Linked DNA regions of Mus musculus: region 1 is linked to region 2. A link is a contact called in public HiChIP or PLAC-seq data. All regions are on one chromosome and are shown on one strand. The core of a region is the stretch at or near the end of the contact, and the rest is flanking DNA. Distances in the headings are between cores, read along the strand shown. Region 1 has its middle 290 kb from the start of Anxa10. Region 2 has its middle 160 kb from the start of Anxa10.

The links. HiChIP or PLAC-seq counts read pairs in DNA pulled down with a chosen protein or histone mark.
Region 1: an H3K27ac HiChIP or PLAC-seq map of extraembryonic endoderm stem cells shows a contact between it and region 2, with 2.9 times the contacts expected there. The contact joins two enhancer-like sites. A contact is called at or near these places in 1 of 484 Hi-C or Micro-C datasets (the HL-1 cell line) and 2 of 115 datasets of contacts at active chromatin or transcription factors (embryonic stem cells and extraembryonic endoderm stem cells).

The regions. Positions count from the first base shown.
Region 1 is chr8:62,414,891-62,420,103 of GRCm38.p6, forward strand. No RefSeq gene overlaps it. Among named protein-coding and RNA genes, the nearest start is that of Anxa10, 290 kb to the left of the region's middle. Within about 2 kb of position 2,896, at least 19 of the 459 cell types and tissues checked have an H3K27ac peak or open chromatin away from gene starts, as enhancers often do. A contact at or near this core is called in extraembryonic endoderm stem cells, where this site is marked.
Region 2 is chr8:62,281,522-62,286,804 of GRCm38.p6, forward strand. No RefSeq gene overlaps it. Among named protein-coding and RNA genes, the nearest start is that of Anxa10, 160 kb to the left of the region's middle. Within about 2 kb of position 3,365, at least 47 of the 459 cell types and tissues checked have an H3K27ac peak or open chromatin away from gene starts, as enhancers often do. A contact at or near this core is called in extraembryonic endoderm stem cells, where this site is marked.

The sequences.
Region 1 (5,213 bases), core at 1,646-4,145, 130 kb after region 2:
GAGTTACTGTTCTGATTGTAAATTGTTAAAACTTGTTAAATTACAAGTGCTATTTTAGCCTGTTTCTGCCTATATTGGATGTAGGAATAGTTAGTTTATGCCTTGATTAGGCCATTATGTCAAATCTTCTGTAGAGAAGACTTCTTTAACCTTCTCATCAAAGCCAGTGATTTGTTTTTCTATCATTATTATTTCAAATACACACACACACACACACACACACACACACACATACACACACACACCTTAAGTCTTTGTAGTAGGTGGCCCTTTGATGTTCAAGTGTCCCCACTTGTCATGTGTCATGCTCAGATATCATCTTGAAAACATAGCTAACACCCTTGTTATTGTCTCATGTCACATTGTTTGAAATTTCTTTCACAGCATATCAACAACCTGGAAAATTAACATTTCATTCTCAAATGATGGGATGAGATGAGAGCTGTACTCACACAGCTTGGGTTGAGCCCAGAGCATTTATTTCTCTGTTCTAACTGTCTCTAAGTCTAGGCCTGGAAGCTTCTCACGTTTTTATAATCTAATCTATGCATAGACTGTTTCAGCCTCTGAAACTTATCGCTGAATAAGCTCATTTGTTTTAGTTCTTTCTGAACTCTGACTGGTAGGTTTAACTTAGCTGTTCTGGCTCAAAACTCCTCTCCAAGCTGTCTGATTCAAATTGGCTTCTCTTGGCTGCTCACTAAATTGCTCTGATTGACCTGATAAAGCTGTTTCCCTCTCCCCCTTCCCCTCCCCCCCCCTCTCCCTCTCCCCCTCCCTCTCTCCCTCTCCCCCTCTCCCTCCCTCTCTCCCTCTCCCCCTCTCACTCCCCCTCTTCCCCTCTCCCTCCCCCTCTTCCCCCCTCCCCCTATCCCTCTCCCTATTGCTGCTATTGCTGCTCTCTTAAGTCACTTCTCTTTTCTGTGCTGTTCTCTTAAATAGCCTCTCTTTCCTGTGTTGTTCTCATGAGAGTTGGGCATATTGTATTTTTGACTCAGTCTGTTAAATCTTTCTCCGATTCATCACTTTATCTGCTCCTTAATTAGTTTTCACTTTCAAACATGGCTGCTTTCTTCTACAAACTACCCTTACCTTCATTGTTAGGTATTGAAGGTATTGAGAGCATGCCTACCTTCCAGTTAGATCAAACAACAATGCAGGGCATGTGTGCATGCTGGCTAGATCATATCTTTGGATTGATTCCCTGCCTGAGCATCCCCATTGCTGGATTAAAATTCCTCTGTAGCAATGGTTACATTTCCTGACTAGACTTCCTGATTATTGTCTGACCAATGCAATAAATGAGAAGTAAATTCAAGCCTCAGTAGAAGCAATCTGTATTTTTGTTTACCACAATGTTCTTGTGATGAGGATAGTGAGTGATATGTTAATACAGTGGAATAGTTAGGTGATTATAAAATCTTTATCAGTAACTTTCTTTTTAGAATATCAATACTGTCTCATTCAATTTAAACTATATTAATAGCTATAAATATGTAAAAAAATCAAAATATCACCAGACCTTGTATTCTAGTAATCGATCAAAGTAACTGAAATAAAAAAACCATCCCCTCCCTGAGGAGTAGTTTTCATGGTATCAGAAGGCTCTATACAAACTTCTAAAGGGGGGGAAGGCAACCAACCACCAATAATCTATGATGTCTGTGAACCCCATCAACAACCAGTATGACAGCATAACTTTACAGGTATAGTAGTGACACCCATAACCTTGGTGGTAAGAAAGAGCTTTCTAGTTGGTGTTAAAAATCCATCCAACAAGAGACATACCACTTCTGGTACTGCAAATCTAGGTAACTACTTAATGCTAAAGAAATCATAGTCTTTGGAAGAGAAGTTATCACTGCTCAAACAAATAATACTTAACAACTCTCTATAAGTGTTTTTCTTCATACACATAGATAAGTGTAGTCCTCAGCCCTCATCAGGGAAACTTCTCTTTGTAACAGATGGAGAACACCAGAGAAAACCACAACCAATAAAAATGCAGAGTTGTCTATTCCTAATGCATCCATCTGTAAAGCACTTCCCCACCATAAGAGTCAGAGAATATTGTATAAGAGGATTGTAGAAAGATAGTAAGAACTGAAGGGTTGGGGGTTTTCTGTGAGATTATGAGTCCTAGTTAAAAAAAAAAGCAGTATCTTTAAAGGATGTGAAGAAAGAGAAGGTAAAAATGTTGCAATTAAATTACAATATTAAAATAGACAAACAACCGAAAGGAACAAACACAATGATCTGACAGCCCCACTCATCTTGTAAAGAAAAAGCCAGGAAGGATTTCAGGTATTTCTTCACAAGATTGTGGCAGTGTCCAAATAAGTCAAGAGTCTTCAACCCATAGCCATTGACTGGTCTCCCCAGAATGCATTGGAATCACAAGAAACATTGTGAAAGGGATATCCATGTGTCAGCATAGAATAACATTAGATGATGCTCTAACGATAGAGGATAAGTGATATATCTATATCTCAGTGAATGCCTAAGGCATTGCCTGAACTCACTATGTCTTAATAGATTTTGTACAACTGAATAGACTCTGCTTATGGAGACATCGGCTTTGTTATTTTCATGGCAGAGACAGAAGAGTTTCAATATAAAGAAAGCTGATGAGAATTTGAAGGTTAAGAAAACATTTCTTGTATTTTCTCTTGTGGGCCTAGGTACCAGAAGTTTTCCATGGAGACCTCTATCCAGGCCCGGGGAGAGGGCCCCAGGGAGGGAAGTGAGTGCATGCAGGGAGACAGAGGAAGCCTCTGCCAAGCCTTCTGGGTCGCTAGGTAACTTCGAGCCTGGGTTATCGAAAAGCCTACAATCCAGTGAGGAATGTGCAGAACTAGGGCGCGGCCTTCCCAAGTGTTACAGTTCTTGGAACAAAAAAAAGGTCAGACAAAGGAATAGTTCTGGCATTCCTTTCATTCCCTGCATGGTTCTCCTATATACAGTTCTGGCAGTGATTTAGTTTGACAGCAAGCCCCTCTCATTGGCTTGGGCTGAGAGTTTGGGGGAAACCTTATTTGCATGTGAGAGGCTTGGTGTTGTTCCTAAGTGGCTGATAGCCACGCCTCTCCTGTTGGGGTTGTGGGGGGGCGGAAACTCCAACAGGAGCCACTGGGGTCCAGGAGACATGAGAGAACTCCTTCCATCCCTTGTAACTGAATTATCACTACCGGGTCCCAGGGTTCAAGATCTAGCCTCGACTGGAAACCAGGCTGTCTGCACGTAGCCCATTGCCCCACATTCTCTGGGTTTCCAAGAGAATTCATATACATGTTTAGTAAAAAGATGGGATTGGAATGTCTACAGATTACAGCAGGAATTTTCCAGACTATACTATGTATCAGACTGTGTTTCACATTTTTTAGACTCTAGCTAATGGGAATGAGAAAAGTCTTCTGATTGATATTTTATATTTCTCCATTCTGCATTTGTCAGACTTTAATAGTGACCCTTTCCCCTTTGGTCTTCTTGAAGAATGAATTTCTCATGGTACAAGAATTCTTTCACCCTGGTACATTAGTACATATTTTCCCATCACTTCTAGCTGGTTTGTTGAGTTTGCCTTTTAGCTCCTAGACATCAAGCAAATGCCCTACCTTCTTTCTGCTGGCATTCCTTTGTCTCTTATGAAGGGTTCTTCCATAGGTCCCAGGTCAGCTTTGCTACAGCATTCTCATGGAGATATTCAGTTGAAGGAAACAGGGTTGAAGGAAAATATTCGTGTATATGCCTCCCAAGGGGAGCATTTCTTTTATCAGCCTTAGTGTCCAAATCTGTCAGTTTGTCACGCCTAATGAGAAAGCAAGCTCAAAGAACACTTCCAAGCCTCTAGAGATTGTCATCTTAAATACAGCCCCTGTAGAGCCCACTGCACAGGAGAGGGCTGAGTCTCTTAGGACTCAAATATTAGAACAACAATTCTGGGATTTCAATCTAATAAAATCCTATTCAAAGCATTATATTTTGTTATTTTCATCCACTAGGGGAAATGAAAGGCTTTCAGGTTTTTAGGTATAAATTTTTCATGTGGTTGTAATTGGGACAAAAGAATGGCTGGCTGCTGTTAAGGTCTCATACCATATCAGTCTTACTGCAATTGATATTTATACACCCTCTGAATTCATATAGAATATGAAATAAGCAGATGTTTCCTTTGGAAGGATGTGTAGGGATAATCACAGAAACATACATTTTTCTACTTTTTTATTAGATTTTTTTTTAATCTTCATTTCAAATTTTATCCTCTTTCTCCATTTCCCCTCCGAACCACCCCCATGCCATTCTCCCTCCCCCTGATTACTAACCCATCTAATCCCACTCCAATGTCCTGGGATTCCCCTACACTGGGGTGTTGAGCCTTCACAAGACCAAAGGCCTCTCTTCTCATTGATGTCCCACAAGGCCATCCTCTGCTACATATACAGCTGGAGCCATGACTCCCTTCTTGTGTACTCTTTGGTTAGTGGTTTAGTTCCTGGGATCTCTAGGGGTACTGGTTAGTTCATATTGTTGTCCTCCTATGGGGCTGCAAACCCCTTCGGCTCCTTAGGAACTTTCTCTAGCTCCTTCATTTGGGACCCTGTAATCAGTCCAATGGATGGCTGTGAGCATCCACTTCTGTATTTGTCAGGCACTGGCAGAGCCTCTCAGGAGACAGCTACATCAGGCTCCTGTCAGCAAGCTCTTGTTTGCATCACATTTGGGGACTGGGTTGGGAAATTGTATATGGGATGGATCCCCAGGTGGGACAGTCACTGGATGGCCTTTCCTTCGATTTCTGCTCCAAACTTTGTCTCTGTATCTCCTTCCATGGGTATTTTGATCCCCCTTCTAAGAAGGATCAAAGTATAAACACTGTGGTCTTTCTTCTTGGGCTTCATGTGGTCTGTAAATTGTATTTTTGGTATCCCAAACTTCTGGGCTAATATCTACTTATCAGTGAGTGCATGCCATGTGTGTCCTTTTGTGATTGGGTTATTTCACTCCAGATAATATTTTCTAGTTCCATCCATTTGGCAAAGAACTTCATGAATTCATCATTTTAAATAGCTGAATAGTAGTTGATTGTGTAAATATACCAATTTTCTATATCCATTCCTCTGTTGAAGGACATCTGAATTGTTTCCAGTTTCTGCCTATTATAAATAAGGCTGCTATGAACATAGTGGAGCATGTATCTTTTTACATGTTGGAGC
Region 2 (5,283 bases), core at 2,115-4,614:
CTATGGCTTGAATTATCTTTTTTTTTGCATTCTTATTCCTCTGCTTTCCCCATGTGCAATGGTGAGTAGTGGAAGTAGTACTAAGAAACTGCAGCAAGAGAGCAAAAGGCTCTCTCTAAAGCAAACAGAAACATGTTTACATGTAACTCTACTGTGACCATCAGAGTAAATGCAAAAGTGATGGAAAGGTGAGATTTAAAGGCAAAGGAGATCTGATTTGCACTTCAGTCCAGACTCAGGTGCCCAGTGAGAGTCAGCTCTAAAATAAGTACACATGTTTCCTACTTGTCAAAAACAGGAGCTTATCTTCTGCACAAAAAGAGACACACAAGAACCTCTCTTCTTAACTAGATTCAAAGTGTGAAGCAAGGCTTCTCTTTGCTACTGGGAAGAATGTTTGTGTAGCCAGTGTTGAGGACGAACTCCTCATGATATATTGCAGCATCACCACCACCAACGAGAGAGAGAGAGAGAGAGAGAGAGAGAGAGAGAGAGAGAGAGAGAGAAAGAGAGACAGAGAGAGAGAGAAAGAGAGACAGAGACAGACAGAGAGACAGAGAGAGACAGAGAGACAGAGACAGAGAGAGAAAGAGGGCAAATTTTCATTTTAGGCAAGCAAAGTGAAAAGCAGCAGGAAGAAAATTCAGAGTTGCAGAATAAAATCATGTAAGAATCTTGTTTGATGGCACTGAAATGTAATTGGATTTGTGAACACCAGGCAAACAGCTCAATGAAAAGGAAATGATATGCTGACAGTTGACACCTGAGCTTGTCTTATGGAAAAGAGAAAATATATAAGCCTGAATATCGAACTTCCAAAAGCTCCACCCCCACACCCTTTATGATTTCTGGCAAGAAGCTTTCATTTCAGGAAAAAGAATTATTCAGAAAAAGATGGAAACACATCCTAATCCACTTAACACAGTCTTGAATAGTGAATATACTGGAGTATAAAACTTCATGTGAATGGTATTCATTTCTAAGACATTAATAATTATTTTAAAAACCTGATTGTCAAATTCTAACAAAAATAATAGTCTGAGTAAAAAAGATGCTGTTGTTGTGAAAGATGCAACCTGAGTTAAATTAAATAATTCTTAGAAATAACATTTTGTGCATGTGCGTGAGTGTGAGTGTAAGATGATAAAACCCTAGAGCCATACAGCTGGGGCACATCTGTGTTATCCCAGGATTATTCAGTAGTTAAGTTATGTGTTTATGTATAATGCATGCCTTTGATTCACAGCGGCATCATTAGGGCCACCTCATCTCTGTTTCCATTGTACAAAATATATTGATTTCTCTGAGCACAGACTAGGAGGTGGTTGATCTGAGAAGGCTTATTTTTCTTATCTTTATGAACTCTTGATTGGACTGTTGAAGTCACTCTGAAATAGCGCTGTTTATATACTGTTACATACTGTAGGCCGTAAACCAAGAACAGATCTCAACATAGGCACGCTCTCTGTAGGTATCAATCATGGAAAGAGCAGTGTGACAGTCAGGTATCTATAGATAGAGATGGGGAATGTTAAAATGTCCTCTTCATGTACCCTCAAATTCATCCCACTGTCTACTTCTGGCCAAGGGGAATCGTACCATGTCCTGTTCATGTACCTCAAACTTATCCCACTGTTCACACAGTCTATGGGGTGTTTAAATTAAATCCACTTTGAAGTGTTTTGTGTTCTGGTCCTCAAAAGCTGAGCAGCAATTTCTTTTCCAAGCATTATATACAGATCAGTTTATAGGATTCTGTGCAGAATGCAGGTAACTATATAAAGTGAGAATCAAAAAGGGTTAAGAAAGAGGAGTTCATCAGGACGACCATCTGTTAATATGACAAGAATGGTACAGCCATGCATGCTTTTGCTTTGCAGATAAGGTTTAGGTCAGTATATAAGAGACTCCGTCACATCTATTTTGTTTCATTTGAAGTATCTCAGTTGCAATAGAAATAAGCCAGGAAACCTGTAGTACAAATGTTGAAGAGTGGATTGTTAAGTGGTAGTCAGGGCTTGGCCAAAGAACACAGGGCTTTACCTTCATAGATTAAACTTTAGGTGATGAATAATTTTTTCCAGCATTCTGTTTAAGGAAGGCCTCTTTGCCTTCAGAAAAGAAGGCTCAATAGTAAAGATGTGTGGTACATGGGGTCAGAGCAGAAGAAAGCAAAGACATCCAGGTGAGAAACATAAGAATCTTGGAGGTGGACCTTTTTTGATGCTGTTGTCTTGTTTCAGTTTATTGGAATCAGAAGTCCCACTTCCTTCCCTGTGGTACTTAATTCTTAGGAGTTTCTAGACTTTTCCTAAAAGCTCATTGCTCCCATTACTGTAGATAGAAAAATAAATCATTTAATGTCTTTTAAAATCATTTTAATGCATCTGGCCATTTTTTTCCTGAATTCCTGCTGTGTACAGACACAAACCTAGGTCCTGAGAATACAAAAGTGACTGAGATTAGCTTCATATATATAACTTCCAACTCAATAAATGCATGGTGTGTGTGCTTTTAGAAGCATGAACTTCTGATTAGATAACAACCAGCAAGGGATTTTGGAAAACTTCTGAAATAGAGGATTAGAAAGGGTCAGGAGGGGACGACTGGAAGGAGAAGGGACACCTCAGGCAGAGGAAAGAGCAAGCTGATGGCGCAAACAATCAGGAGGAAGACAGCCTGGTCCGACCAGAGCCTCACTGGTTCATCCGGGAAGACCTAGTGACATGGCTCAGTGTTACTGTGTGAAGTAGTGTTGTCACAGACACAATGGACACTTACTGCAACTGTGCTGTGACTATTGATCTTGGAATCTGTCCTGTGTTAGTCTCTTCTTTACTGTATGTAGCATCATCTAGGAAACACATCCAAGCTGGGTTCTTTGCGGACCAGCGTGACTTCTTTTGGTGTGTAGCTTCTGCTCGTGGCAAAGCAGGTGGAGTCCTCTGCAGTATTTCCTGGTAGGAAACGCAAGTCCTTGCCGCACTTGTGTATATCCGTCTGTAAACTCTCTGGGTGTGTACAGGAACAGGGCGTCTCCCTCTGGAAACCTTGTCTCATGGCTGCCCACGCAGCAGCTAAAACAATGAGAGCATTACCTTTCCTCAGACAAGCTTTCAGGCGCTTTTGAATCCAGTGTCTTGACTTCATGTAACTAATGTACTTTCTTCCTCTGAAGGGAACAATCCCCAGAGTTCCCACTCTTGTGGGATCCCAGTCTTTTCCATACTAGGGCTGTCCAGTCTGCTATTTATCAGGAGGTCTGAAAATGAGGTTTAATTTCCAAACTATTCAAGGAGGCTCTTGTGGGTGTCATTCACTACACTGCTGACTCCTGGACCAGCACAAATTGAATTCCATGCATGCCTGCTTATCTGCCTTTGACAGCCCCTTGGAGTCTCCCGCGGTGCAATGTGGGTACACACACTGGCTTCATTCTTAGCCCCACCCTCAGTTCCCGGGCTAGTTTTCACTAGCTGAGGTTTCTCCTTTTAGGGCTGTCTGTAAAGTCTGCTCCCCACCCCTGCTGACTGAAGCCTTCTCTCTCAAATGCCAAACCTCCCACAAGGTTTATGGGACAATCTCCAGATAAGCACCACTGCTGTGCCTTGAATAATAACATATTTTAATTTGAAAATAGCTAGAATCCAAAAACCTGAGAGCAACTGCTGTAGCTAGTCAGAAAGTGCATGAAGATTAATAATAATAATAATAATAATAATAATAAATTTGCCAATGAATTCTCTGCTTTTAGGAGAACAAAGAAGATATATACATCTTATTAACAAAAGAATTATTTTTTTAGGGTAACAGTGAAAGGGTATTATTTATTTATACAATTTCTATGTATTTCTTCCTTTTTAAAAGATATGGAAATAGTGATGCACGCTACTTGTACCTGTGTGCATGAGTGTGCACACACACCACACACACACACACACACACACACACACACACACACAGACTCACACACACGCAATCAAAGCTGCAGTTACTTGCTTTCTGCAAGAGAGAACTTCCTGTGACAAAGCCCCAAATGAGAGATCCTATTATCCAGTTGCCTTCCTGAGGTCTAAAGAACAACACCATAGAAACCTGCCAGTGCCTCCTTGGCAGTAATTGCTATTTATTGTCCTGTTGGTTGACCAGTTGCTTTTCCTCATTACATTATCCTGGTTCCTCATGAGACAACGACCAAGTTATAGAGAAGAGTGTGTAACCTGAAGATATGTGCACAGCAAACAATTAGTTCCAACAGGAAGGTAGTGGTTTAATACAAAGGCTGGCTAGTAGGTTATAAATGGCCAAGTCATAGATTTAGGTTTATATATGAAAAAATGAATAGAAACAAAATATAGGCATCAGGTATAGTGTCACTCCCAGAATGTGTATGTACAGGAAGTGGCCATCCCAGGAGAGCACCCGTGTTAAACTGAGTCAGGTGACTCCTCACAGCTCCCACTCCCCAGGCAGACCTTTATAAAGAACAGTGAATTTTGTATCTGAACCATGTTGGCTATTTGGATGTTTCTCCACCCACATCCAACTATGATCCCTGGTCCTTCTTATGAGAGACTTTTATATTAGTAGCCGAAGAGTAAACACAGGAGAGTAGCTCCACTTCTACATGATGGTGCCTTGATTCCTTAGATTTTCCTTTGGAGGTAAATTCTGCTTCTGCTGACAGTAAGAATAATTGCTGCACAGGGAGTTAACTCTAGTTTCATGCTGGATTTTTTACAGTGTAAGCAATCTTGGGCAACAAAGTTTTTGAGACCACATCCTGTTTCTGAGCAAAGAAAATCAACTTGTATTCTGACATTCACCCCCTACAGCAGTTCATTGCTTCACTGTGGGGAGTCTGGTTATTTTTAAGATTACTATTATTATTTCACATGACAGCAAATAACTGAAAAATTAATTTTTAGGTTATCAATGCACCTGTTTTATTACAAAAGTGCAAATTCATGAAATGAACTTTTCATATTTTAAGGAATTCATACCTATTTGTGTACTAGGATTGTATGGTCTTCCACAGTATAAAGACTATTGTGAATAATTCACTATCTTTTTCTATCCATTTGGACCTCTGTTTAAGAATGATAGTACAGTAGACAAGGATATGGTTATAGCAGCAGTGTTTAACTTCACTGATAGGTCTTAATTTTACTGATTGAAATCTGTTAAAATAATAGTCTATGAACTTTTTATTTTTTTCAAACCTATTCAGTAAATATTCACTTGAGCTCATAGTGGATCTATTCCTCTGGGGTTCCCTTCCAA